Regions from separate parts of the Drosophila melanogaster genome. Here all the other regions are linked to region 1. Evidence: chromatin contacts called from public Hi-C data. All regions are on one chromosome and are shown on one strand. The core of a region is the stretch at or near the end of the contact, and the rest is flanking DNA. Distances in the headings are between cores, read along the strand shown.

Region 1 (4,590 bases), core at 825-3,324:
CCGACTTTATGTACAAAATCTCGATAGCGAGTGTTGCTGCTGCGCTTTGCTGCTGCTGCTGCGTATTGCTGCGTGATGCTGCTGCTGCTGCTGCTGCTGCTGCTGCTGCTGCTGCTGGGGGGTTGGTGTGTCCTTTGTCCTTGCAATTTGCCTAAACGTGACAAATGTAAAATTCGCTGCCTCGTCGTTGTGGCTTGTCGTATTTCCGTTTATCCTGCAAATACTTTCGATAGTTTCGTAGCATTTTGAGCGACAGCAGGGGCAAGAGAGAGACGGACTGTTCGAGAGCGAGAGAGAGGGGGATAGTGTATTTCGGACTGGTCTAACACACTGTATGCCTAGCATTAATTTATGAACACTTTGCCGCACTCGATTGTTGCTGTTGCTTTTGATGTTGCTGCTGCTGCTGTTGCTGTTGCTGCTTATTTTGGTGACTCATTTTTGTTATCTGAACAGAATTTCGCCGCGTTTCACTTGAGCGATCGCTAGGAGTCGACGCACGGCCACGCCCCGCTGCACGCCCCCCCCCAAAATTGGACGGGCCTAAGGTCGCGTGGCGTTTGATTTTTCCCCCACTTTTTTCGTAGCGCTTTTCTTCACGAGGCTTTTCACGCGCGCGATCGTTTCGTATCGCCTCGATTCGGGTTCGGATTCGTATTTGTATTCGTATTCGTTTGTGGGGCTCGGATATTCGTACTCGTATTCGTACTCGTATTCGGCTTTAACTTCGGCTGCCGCTCCTGCTGCTGCTGTTGCGTTTGCTGCTCTTGTAATTGTAATCCTCGGCGCCAGATATACGATAATGTTTGTCTGGCCGTATACGCGATCTCTCGCCTATATAGCCGTAGTCGCACCCGTAGTCGTAGCCGTAGTCTGATTCACGAGTCGTCTTTTCTGGCACACACACCGCTGCAGATCTCTGATCTCTGATGACGACGACGACGATGATGATGGGGATGGCGATGATGATGATGATGATGGTGGATATTGGACGGCGGATGGTGTACGGCGATGATGATGTGCGATATAGCAGACGCGGACACTCTCGCGTATCTCACGGATACGGATACACGGACGGGGCACACACAACACACACGTCTTCTAATTTTAGACAAAAGTAATTATAAAAGAAAAAACAGAGCAGAGTGCGCCGCGTTCAGCTTATACGCATATATATCTTCTACTTTGGCTTTGGCTAGATATATGTGCAATACATATATACCCGCATCTGCTGATGTATTTGTGCACCTTTTCGATGTCTGCGTGCTCACTAGCCGATTATATAGAAAAGTCGTCGCAACAGTCGGCTCTAGATAAATATATATATTTTTTGTGCATATATATATGCAACATGGGAACGCACACAATCACACGCGCTGGCACGAGAAGCGATCGTTTTTGTTTTATATATCTGTGCGTATATATATGTCTATGTGATAAGTACATATACCAAGTGCAGGCAGAAGTTGTTGCTTCAGGAGAGCCAAAATCTATGAAGATGCCCCGGCTGTTGTTGCACTGTTGTTGTTTTTATTATTATAGTTGCCACTGCTGTTTTTTTTTTATTTCATTCATTCCGCAAAAAGTCCGCTTTGCCGGGGAAAATCAGCAATTGCACACGCTTAATGAAACCGAAAGTCCTTTTACACGTTCGATCGATTTGTGTTGTTCGATTTGCTTGGTGGGTCACTTCGGTTACTCCAGCTGATGAAATTCGCTGGGAACTTTTATTCTTGAATATTAATAAATCAACGATTTTTCACACAGAATTTCACTGATTTCAAAACACTCCACTCGGATCTGCAGTTGTCTGGCTGATCTTTTATCAACGCCCTCAGTGAGTATCTGAACAATAATAATATTTGGCTATCTTACGGATTGCCGACAATCGCGCGCCCGTTCCGTTGCCGTCGAATGGTTTCTGCGGACTGTCGGTGGAAACTAACTGATTGTGTATGTTGGTTTAAAATTATTCTTTTCTCTGCTCCTAACACAGGCGGAATTTCGTATAATTCTTTTTTTATTTGGACGAACTCGCTCTACGGAGCGGCACAGGTCTGCTCGATTTGACGCCGCGAAAACGACTCAAACGTATCTCACCGATGCAGAGCAGAGTTGTAGCATTCACAACGTATCTCACGGATACAACTCAAACGTATCTCACGACTCAAACGTATCTCACTGGTCGGAATTTGTTCGACTGCGTTCGGCCGTGTTCGAATATCTTCGGCACGCTCATTTCGCTCAAACGTTGAGTGTTTTCTCCAACGTTTTCTTCTCACAGCAACGCCAGCATTTTCTCAACCCTGCAGTTTTCTCTCAACAATTTCGGGTGATCCAATTCATTACTTTATATCAATTACTTAAAGGCGATTTGTGGTTAACAATTGGGATATTTAATATGGAACATCAAGGAGGGCACGAGACCTTTACTTATTCGTCTCTAAAAGTATGCTTCACAATATGCTAATTTCTTTAGAGATTGCTCTAAAATTCTTTAAGTCTATAATGTCCTTTTTTTTTCAAATTTAGGGTATTAAAATATATTTTGTAAATCCGATTTACTCTCTCGCTCTCTCGAAAAATCCCTCTATTCCTCTGCTGCAAGGATAATTTCTTACCGTAATAAGTCGATACGATATATGCTAGAAAAACAACGTATTAAAAAAATATCGTCGTTACTCGTTAAAATGAAAACCGAACTAGGAGGGAAATCGAACCCGTTGACGATTAAATAGGTGTCTAACGACAATATTATCAATCCAATAGATAAAAATAGATAAGAGGACAGTTGTCATTGGCTTTTGCTCCGATTTCCAATAAGTTACTCATAATCGTCGAGCTTCTGATAGGCTGCTATAAATGAGTTCCAGTCTGAGGGTCTTTAAAAATTATTGCTCATACGCAAAAAGTTCAAGTCCTAGCTCAATGAGTCATTCCAAGTAATTGAATGAATGATGTGCGCTTATGCTGCATTTGAATAAGTTAAATGTACTGTCGGCGATCTTATCTAGTTCAAGAAAGTTTGGATTCATAACTAATCTTAGTTATCATTACAGAGCTGTAACTTTTTAACAATTTGCCTAAAAGCAATGAGCAATTTGTTAACAAAATTGTGAGCAAGAGACATAATTTTTTCTATTTATTGCTAATCGATCGATCACAATATGAGACCCTTACATAACTCGTCAATCTTAATTTAGTTTTGCTTTCATCCAACAGCTCTTAACTCAACGCTTTCGTTTGTTTTGACTACGGTTCCGGATTTCCTCCCGTTTTTGATATTTTCTTATGATGACTGCGGCGGCGAGTTGTCGTTCTTCTGGGGGCTCAGCTTTTTTCCCATGATTATTTGCTTTATTGTCAAATGTCAAGCCCACAACAGCGACTACAGAAAAAACAAAATGCGGCAGGTGATTCCGTCCAGCGCTTGGAAGTCGTGTAAACTTAACGTTTTTTTTTTTTTTTTTGTTTCTTACTTGCCCCAGCTGCTGATGTTTCACTCGCTGTTGTTGTTATTGTCAAACAAAGCTTCCACTTGTTCTACGCACTGCGCATAACAATAAAAGAAGCTGACAGAAGAAAAAAAAAATAAAAGAGAAAAAGCATAAAAGGGGAGCTTAGGTGGGGCGGCAGTGGTGTGGTGACAAGTGCGACAATTGTAAGAAAAGCCAGAAGCAAAGAAGGGTTCAAAGTCGGCCACTTGTGACGGAGCTGGGCCAACTTGGTCTACGTCATTGCCAGTTTCTGAATGAGCAAAACAGGTACTTACCCTACTTATCGAAACAAACCAGCTGATAAGAGCGCAAAAAAAAAACGCTACCAAATGATAGTGTTCTTATCGATTGGGCCAACTATTGCAGTTCATACGCGAAAAGCGCCCGGAAGCGGAAATAAAGCTCGACACCTGTCGCCGCTGCTCAGCGATCAGCGTTCAGAGTTCAGAGTTCGAGCAGGTAGATTGTCTTGAGTTTGCTAAGCATATATTTGAAAAGCTGCAAAAGTGAGAGAGAGAGACTCCATTGTCTAGTACGGAAGGAAGTGCTGGAAGCAAACGTTGGACAAGCTGCAGAATCCAGGGATCCAGATCCCCTCACTCCCTTTTAGAACCTGGCTGACGACAGACAACAGCTGCCAAGCGCAGCGTCATTGTATCATCAAAACACAAACACATATATATATATACAAACAATGGCAACAAGAACAACAAGGGCAGCGAGCCAAGCCCACAACAATAACAAACATGAAAACATGAAAATTTTCCAAAAGCAATTTCGAAATGCGCGCAGGCGCAAACATTCAATTCCTATTTGTCGTCACAGGGGAGGCCGGTAATGTAAGATGGAGCCGAGTTGGGAAAACAAACTAAAGAAAAACAATTCTAATTTAATTCCCACTAAGTGACTTAATGAACAAAAGATTTAGAAGGGTAAATGACTTACAATAATAGAATGCCCAATACCACTACTGAACATTTAAGAGTTCATATAATCATTATCTTATCACATTTAAATTCACCTTCCGCATTTAGCCATCATTAAATGATTTGCCAATTTCCATTCCAATAACGACTCCATTTCCGATTCGACA
Region 2 (4,116 bases), core at 767-3,266, 280 kb after region 1:
GATGACACTGTGGATGGTCTGAAAGAGGTGCGTCTCTCACCAAAGCATCCTGTCCAGCCACCCACTAAAATGTTCTCATTTGAAATTCTGGCTTGTGGCCTTTGTGTCTGGAAACAGGTTTCCACAATACTGGCCAACAAGTTTTAACGGTTTGCATCAATTGGCTTTCGCTTGTTTGTTTTAGGTTTAATTCAAATTTGGCTTCGTGTCACTTTCCCATTTGTCTCGATCGATTTCGACGGGGCTTGAAAACAATTCTTTATTTCAATTTATTCTTTTGTCGTGATCAATTTGATTTTAAATTGTTCAATGAGCTGGGCTAAATAATGAAAACTATTAAACTCGTATCAATATAAATTAAGACTATCATTTTCTGGTTATACAATTAACACTAATAAAAAAATAACCATAAAATTAACATACATTTTAGTGGGTAATAAAAATTGAAACTGGGAATAAATTATTATAAATTATAATTAGAAAATTATTTAACCAAAATTAAAGGATTTATAACTATTGGTAAAGTTTCATTCCCACTTAATTATTTTACAGTACAAAAACCTAATGTTTGTAATCAAGAGACTATTCATAAAGAAGGCAAGTAAAATTTCAAACAGTATTTGGTTAGAAAAAATTTTAATTATGTAATATAGTAAATAGTAAAATACAATTAAATATATTCTAAGTGACAATACATTTTTTTCTAGTATGTTAAATTTAAAGTTACGTATTATAGCTCTGAAGTAATGCCCCGTAAGCTAGACTTTAAAAATCTGATGTTGATCAATAGATCGTTCAATATTTAAATCAAAGGTGCCGAAATTGTTTTTGTTAGGATACCGTTTATACCGTTCTCCTTTGAATAGTTATACAACAAACAAATATCATTTTGCATGCACAACGAGTTCCTGAATTTGTTTGTTAATATGAACGTAATACAATTTTTGGCTCAACTCTGGCATTTTATATGCCAGAATTATACTTATAAATATTGAAATGTGGCTGATCTTTTTGAAATTAGCATTAGCCAAAGAAAGAAAAACCATAAATAAGCCAAACATTTGTGTGTTCGAAAGAGTCTACATGTTATGCAAATCGGCCACGTTTCGTTTTCGATTTTCTGAAAACTTTATCACCGATTCAGCATGGAAATAAAAATCATAACGACCATGCATGCCATTTGGACACTACACAATGGACTTCAGAGATGAACCCCCGGCCATATGTGTGTTGTGAAGATTCCGCTAATTGCCATTGGTGGCTGGTATTTCAATTGCTGGTGACCTGTCGCTCAGGTGCACCGTGCACCCATCAAACGTGTATTGTGTGGCATTGCACAAGCCGCCACTAGTCGCACTCCGGCTCAAAAGTCAAAAGTTATGGCTTTTTTTGGCTAATGCTGGCTGCTAGCTGCTGGATGGTGCTGCATTTGTGCATCTGCTCCTAACGACTCTCGAGATGACGCATCATCTATTTACATATTTCGGTTTCGGTGTCAATAAATCGACGCACAGTAGTCAAGATATGCTAATGGTTTAATTAGCGTCATTTGCTAGCTCAACCAGCTCACCTCTCTTCTCTGCCCGATGCTGCTGCTCGTCGATGGTGAAGCCGAACTTGTAGGGACGCACTGTGGTCGCGGCCGACAGGACATGGGTCAAGGTGCACAGGAGCAGCAGCTTTAAAGGGAACTCAATGAATGCCGGGTTCAGAGTTGGGATCAAACTTAAGCACTTACAGCACAGACAAACGCCATCAATTTTAGGCTCATTTTGGGAATTTATTATTTATTTAAATCGGTCACCAATTTTATTTTATTTTCACGCCCTAATATAAACTGTCAGAGCTCACACAAAAACGCATAAATAAACGGGCGTTTATATTTTAATACAAATACGCGATTATAAATATTTAGATTTCAAGCGGACGGAAAGACGCGTTTCTCACGGCTAGATTATCGGCACGGAGCAAGCGCCTTAGAATGAAACACACCCCACGATGTTCGGCAGCGAATTGACAATGTTAATAATATTAGGTAAACATTATAAAACATTAGAGGCGGACGAGAACCTGCCGCTGCTTGTTGGCCAAGTGTGCGTGCGAATCTCTGCCTTCTACACGTTGTGTATTTCGCCAAGTCGGATCGCATAGCTGGTAGCATTGGCCAGATCGCATCACACCTCTTGAGCCTCAGCCAAGCCTGTGCTTATAATTTAAAATTTCATGCAGTTTGAAAAGTTATTTATTTGATTATTTAAACTGCTTGTCAGCTAGTTCTGAACTTACTAAGTAATTTGCATCCTCGATATTTTTTATACAAAAGCTAAATTAGTTTTGGTAAATAACCTTTTTGGCTTTTATTGCTAGACTTCCTGAGTATTTTTGGTCCGTATTGATTTATTTGTAGATTGAGTTCTAGTAAAGTGCATACAAAAGTCGTTATTAGATATTTTTTATATTTAAGCAAATAAAGATCCAAAAAAATCAAATTATGAGAGAAGTTTTACAAGATTAAATTTAGAATGGTCTAATTTATTAGTACTGTATTGAAATTTAATAACACTTTAGATTGGTCTTCAAAATCGGCTATCAGGCCTGAAGGGTAGTTCATGCCGATTTGTATCTGTTAATAATTAATCGACCCCAATGTATTTGCAATCCAACTTGTTGAGTCTCATCGATAGCCAGGCATTTGACCTGCTTGATGAGCAAATTCGAATGCAATGAGGAAGATGTTTGCACTTCTCTATTTTCATCGATCGGCAATCAGCAGTGAGCTTATCTTCTGCCGGATACTGCAAGTCAATTGTAATTGAAATATTGCTGTCAAGTTCGGCAATGACTGATGTTGTATGCTAAAATTTGCATATTAATTGCTATAACAGTTGTCTTTCAATACGAGCATAAATGATTCGCGTCTAAAGAGACGCATCACGAAGATACTGGTAATTAGCATTTAGCCCCCAAAAGTATGCAAGGGATTTAAAAAGTTCGTTGCCTAAGTCATTCGATTTCAATGCAATCTGAATAGCTATAGCCTGAAAGTAAGCTTAAGAGTCTTTTATGATTAAACTATGCACTTTAAATCCGCAAAGCCGACTATGCATTTGGGAGAACTTTTTGTTTTTATTTTATTAAGGCATACTGGAAATTTTCGTTTGATTTTGTTAAGATAAGTTAAAAATAGGAAAAATATATTCTTTTTTAATATTATTATAAGGGCCCAAAAACTTTTTCTTTTTTAATAATGTTCATGTAATAAGAACACCTAATAAAGCCTGAAGACGACTGGGTATGTTAGCGGTTAGAGTAATAAAATACATAATAAAAAATTGTATTTTCAGTTCTAAAATGTTTTTTTTTTTAATTAATAATTTTCTAAATGAAAAAAATACCTATTCTTTCAAAATACTTATTTACACTTCTTAAGAATTGCTTAATGGAAAAAAACCTTTAATTAGGTCCGTTGTTTGCCATAAGAATCTAGTTCTATTTATCTGAACAACTTAACAAAATATTTTCAAATAATCGCCTTTAAAAAAAAACGACGTTTCCGACCTTTTGAGCGAAAAGCACATTTAAAATAAAACGAATTCATATAAAATCTACATTTTTTAATATTCAACAAACTGCGTTCTGTAACTTAGGATTCTTTCCCTTTTAAAAGGGAAAACCGAAAGTAGGTAAGTGTTGGGGAAGATAACAAAGAGTGTTGCAGAATTGGTGGGTTTAAAGCTGCTTACAGTGAAAGCAACTTCACTTATGCCACGGGGGCAACGGGCAGATGAGCACCCTCGGGCTGGAATCCGTTCTTATCGGCGATGTAGTTGACTTGGTAGGTCTGGCCATCATCAGCAATGAAGCGGTAGGATCCACTCACAGAGATAGCCTCGTTCTCAGTTCCAATGTCGTTCAGCTGACCTACAGCTTGAGCAGCCTGTCCATCGGAGGTTTCCCAGCTAAGAAGGAAGTCAGTGTCAGCTAGGTATCCTTTTGGGTCATTTCTCATAGGCAACTTACTCGTATTTGAAGCTTTCGGGTCCAACGTCGGATTCAGAGCGCACGATTGTGGGTTCCTCAGCGGCAGGAGCAGCCAGAGCCACGGCGAAGAGGGCG
Region 3 (3,979 bases), core at 1,460-3,959, 330 kb before region 1:
GTCGGTGGAAGCCTTTAATAGGCTTTTAAATTATATGCATGGAATCGGTATTGAATGCCAGCGTATTGATTGCTGATACATTGATTGGTTCAGAATGGAATACTGGCGGGTTTTCATGAATCATTGTTTAACCAAGGCAACATTATAAAAGATTTACGTATAATGTTATTTTTGTTGAGTAGTAAGTATAGTTTGCAATCAACTTACCTTCAAGTGCTTCATTTCCATGACTAAGTCGAGGATCTTTTTCGTGCCCAGGACATTAATGTCAATAGCGTCGCTTAGTTTCTCATTGAATTTCACCGAAGCGACAACATTAAAGACAATCTACAGGCGAAGATAAACCAGACCCAAGAATTGTAATGCATATTAAAAATGAAAAGAACAAAAAGGGAAGAGCCCAGTAGCACAGAAATGCTCATGCAAAATGCACATGAGATTCGCATACAAAGCAGCAGCAGTCAGTGATGGCAAATATCTAGTATCTTAAAGATGTTACATGTCTTATAACTATTACTATTTCACAGCTAACAAATTAATATCAATTCGTGGCCTACAGCATTATTCGAATTGGTGGCAACAAAAAAATGTGAAATAATATTTTCACTTTGGTAAATGAGTCTCTATTGTACCCCTATCCATCACTGTTAATCGCTCAAGCAGCGATCTGGTGGGGAATCGGGTCTGCTCTACGCTCCATGATAGCTTGCAAGTCAGCACACAAAATGCAGCAGAACGAGCGGTGGCAGATGGAATTGGTCCTGGAAACAGGACGCTGTGGCGGGAATCCTGCAGTGCCACGCGTGCATTGAACATCGACAACAAAGCAATTTCAGCTTAAAACAGTGCTAGCGGACTCTAAGCAGACCGACCAGGCCTGAGTGACTTGTATGCAAAATGTTTTTGCAAACAGTACCGGGAAGTTGAGGAAAAATAAAACCGACCAACGGATGCGGACGAGGATGCAGATGCAGATGCGGATGGGGATGCGGATGCGCCCGGATGGCAGGACAATAGCTCGCGCATGCCAGGCACTTGAAGCATGCACAGGAATTTTCATTTATTTATATATTGTGTTTTATAACCACCAGCAGGCGAAGCAACACACATTTTCACAGTTTTACGTGGCGGCGGGGTTTTTTCAATTTTTGTTCAAAAGTAGAAAATATATATAGATATACATATGCACATGCATACATATCGTGCTCCTCTTGTGATCAGCAAAACAGAGCAGAAAAAATAAGGGGCGAGAAACGAAGGAAATAAACTGACTGCCTGGCTGGCGTTGTCGTAAACATTGAGCCTGCCTTTGGCATGCAACGTTTTACGTATACGTAATGCGCCAACTAGGGTTGTCGAGAGGCACACGTTGCGATAGTTCGAACACTGAAAGAAAATTTACTATGCTAAATATGCCAGCTGCAAAAGATCGGTCTGCTAGCAGTGCACCCTAATCTGTGGAATGCCATCTCAGATATAAGTATCAATTACAGCTTATTTACTCATTTTGTCATATTTTTTGTCAAGGTTAGTACTCCTTTTCTTCAAGTGTAAATAGATAGTAACAGACAGGAATCGGGGGAGCCATCCAGATAGGCAAACACAACAAAGACCCATGAAAAGTTTCTCACACAAAAAGTCCATTGATTGAATTGCCAACAGAGGAGTGGTTGCGGTGGATTGAAACTGGCGTTGGAGGAAGGGCCGTTGGAGCGCATCAACAAAAGTTACTCACCTGGACCTCAGACGAGAGCATTGCTCGGTCGGCGGAATCAATGTCCAGGTCGATGGCACTGTAATCAGCGCGTATCGGATGCACCTTCGCCAACAATTGCGGTGACTCCTCGCGCATCCTATTGAATATCTGTTCGAAGGCAGTGGGTTGGGATTTTATCCGATATTGTACTGGCCAACGGCATGGAATGGTTCGCCTGACAGCAGGCTCCCGCATCCTGTCCTGACACTTACCGATTCATTGAAAAAGCCCTTCAAACGCTCCTGCACGCTCATGTTGTCCTTGCTGCGTATCAGCATGTAAATTTTACGCAATCCAAACGAGCGAAGCAATTTCTCTGTTAACACTTTGCCCACGAAGCCCGTACCGCCCGTAATGAGTACGGTGGCATTGCTATAGAAATCCGTAACCGGTGTCGCACTGACAGCGGCGGTGAAGGGGGCGGCAATCCCATCGACGCTGTTTGTTCTTGTGCCGGACGACGCCTCCTGGAAGAGCTGCTCCTCCTCTTCCTCCTCGACATCGTGGCCACTGGCACACCCATTGCTACTGCGTCGTGAGGAGCTGGTGGACGAAAAGGCCTTGCGAGCAGCTATTGGGTGGATTACGGAATAAATATAAAGCCAATCAGTTCAAGGACCTATTAACTGCAGCTTGGAATTAACAGAATCACAAGGATAACATCTGAGTTTTTCACTTTCGTTTCCAAAAGTATGTAACAACATACGACATATGTTCTATACATTTAGAAACTTTGGTATATAAGTGCAATTGTTATATCACAATATGTTCATGTGAGCCATTATCAAAGATTTTAATGGTCTCTCTCTTAGTTTTAAATAATCTTTATGCTTAAAAGGATGTCGAATAGACATCTTATATATGAATATTCAACTTCAATTTTACACACTTTTACTTGGATTTGCCTCGTGCATAATTTCCAATGTTGTTTTATATGGCTTATCCAAAAATCGAACCGTTCACTTCAAGGGTAAAAAGCACATTGACAAGTTTTCAATTTCAATGCGACTAAAAAGTAGGATTTTAATCAATAAACGGCAGACATGTATCGAAAAGATTTTCCCACCGCAAGTCAATTATATTAATATGAAGTACACACGATATATATCCCTTCTAGCCCAATTATACTATATCTATTTGTGTGTCCAACAACCCCTGCACTTTTCCAACGAGCACATCCATATATATATATATATATATATGGCTTAAAATGCGGACAGGGGGCGGGTGCGGTTTGGGGGGCATGGCTGACATTGTGGTTGCATTTGACCTGATGACCTGGGCGCCGGATGTCTGGCAAAAAGTGAGACGGCGGATCCACCTCTCTTTCACTCTCTTTCCATCCGCTTGTTGAGCCATTTTAAACAATGTTAATTATTCAATTATCAACAGCCAATGCGGCCACGTCCGTGTGACCATGTGTCCTTCTAACTGCCAGTGTGTGTGTGCGTGTGTGTGCGTGTCCCCATCATCCGTGTGTGCGTGTCCATATCCTCCGTCATAGTCACAGTTGGTACTTGTTCATCGCGTGAGCAAGTGCGCAGCATATGTTGTTTGATTGCAAGCGAAAAATGAGGCTCAAGTAAAACGTGCACAGATGCACTGTCAAAAAATTTGTAGAACTTTAGATTAGTTAAATACACCTATACTAGCTTATACAACTAATTATACAACATTGGTAAGATATATTATGAAATAGTTTTTCTTCTTAAAATGTTCATTAAAATGTTCTTTCTTGAGTGTAAGAAAAGTTACCTTGTAGTCAAAACAAATTTTTACACTTTGAGATCAAGAACTGTAACTTAAAAGTATTCAGTTTTTTTTTCCTGTGCACGCATGGCTGTGTGACATAGTTGTGGTTCTTGCTGCAGCCGTCATATATTTCTGTTCAATTGTCATTGTCCACATTCAGCCTGCAGTTGTTTGCATGGGCATTAGGGAAAAACGGTTGGCCAAATCGTTAAACGCTCATTATGCCATGAGCTTTAAGCGGCTTGAAATTTCAATTATTGATGCGCATTTAAGCATATTAACACCATACTAAGCGTATTTCCAAAATTTTATATGATTTTGAGCCTGTGGTGTCTCAGCCATTGTTTTTAGGCTTCACTTAATATTAAGTTTCCTATTTTCCGCCGAAAATAACACACATACTCAATGCGGCACCGCATAAGGGTTAAAGCTTTCGATGTCTTTGCTAGCGCCGCAAGAAACTTGAAAGCT

Evidence for each region. A called contact is a pair of places that touch in the nucleus more often than the background predicts.
Region 2: a Hi-C map of the Kc167 cell line shows a contact between it and region 1, with 5 times the contacts expected there. A contact is called at or near these places in 2 of 107 Hi-C or Micro-C datasets (the Kc167 cell line and eye imaginal disc).
Region 3: a contact with region 1 is called in a Hi-C map of the Kc167 cell line, with 4 times the contacts expected there. A contact is called at or near these places in 3 of 107 Hi-C or Micro-C datasets (the Kc167 cell line, larval central nervous system and wing imaginal disc).

What each region holds. Positions count from the first base shown.
Region 1 is chr3L:5,843,590-5,848,179 of dm6, forward strand. vn (vein) reads right to left here and starts at 2,075. Exons shown (of 6, transcript NM_001014565.2): 1 at 1-2,075.
Region 2 is chr3L:6,126,791-6,130,906 of dm6, forward strand. l(3)mbn (lethal (3) malignant blood neoplasm) reads right to left here and starts at 2,017. Exons shown (of 6, transcript NM_168157.2): 1 at 1,739-2,017; 2 at 1,571-1,679. The coding sequence starts at 1,771. It overlaps Lcp65Ag3 (Larval cuticle protein), which reads right to left. Exons shown (of 2, transcript NM_144405.2): 1 at 4,021-4,116; 2 at 3,596-3,959. The coding sequence ends at 3,761. It also overlaps asRNA:CR46005.
Region 3 is chr3L:5,508,151-5,512,129 of dm6, forward strand. CG34342 reads right to left here and starts at 2,710. Exons shown (of 10, transcript NM_001169880.3): 1 at 2,646-2,710; 2 at 1,969-2,327; 3 at 1,736-1,864; 4 at 208-327. The coding sequence starts at 2,670.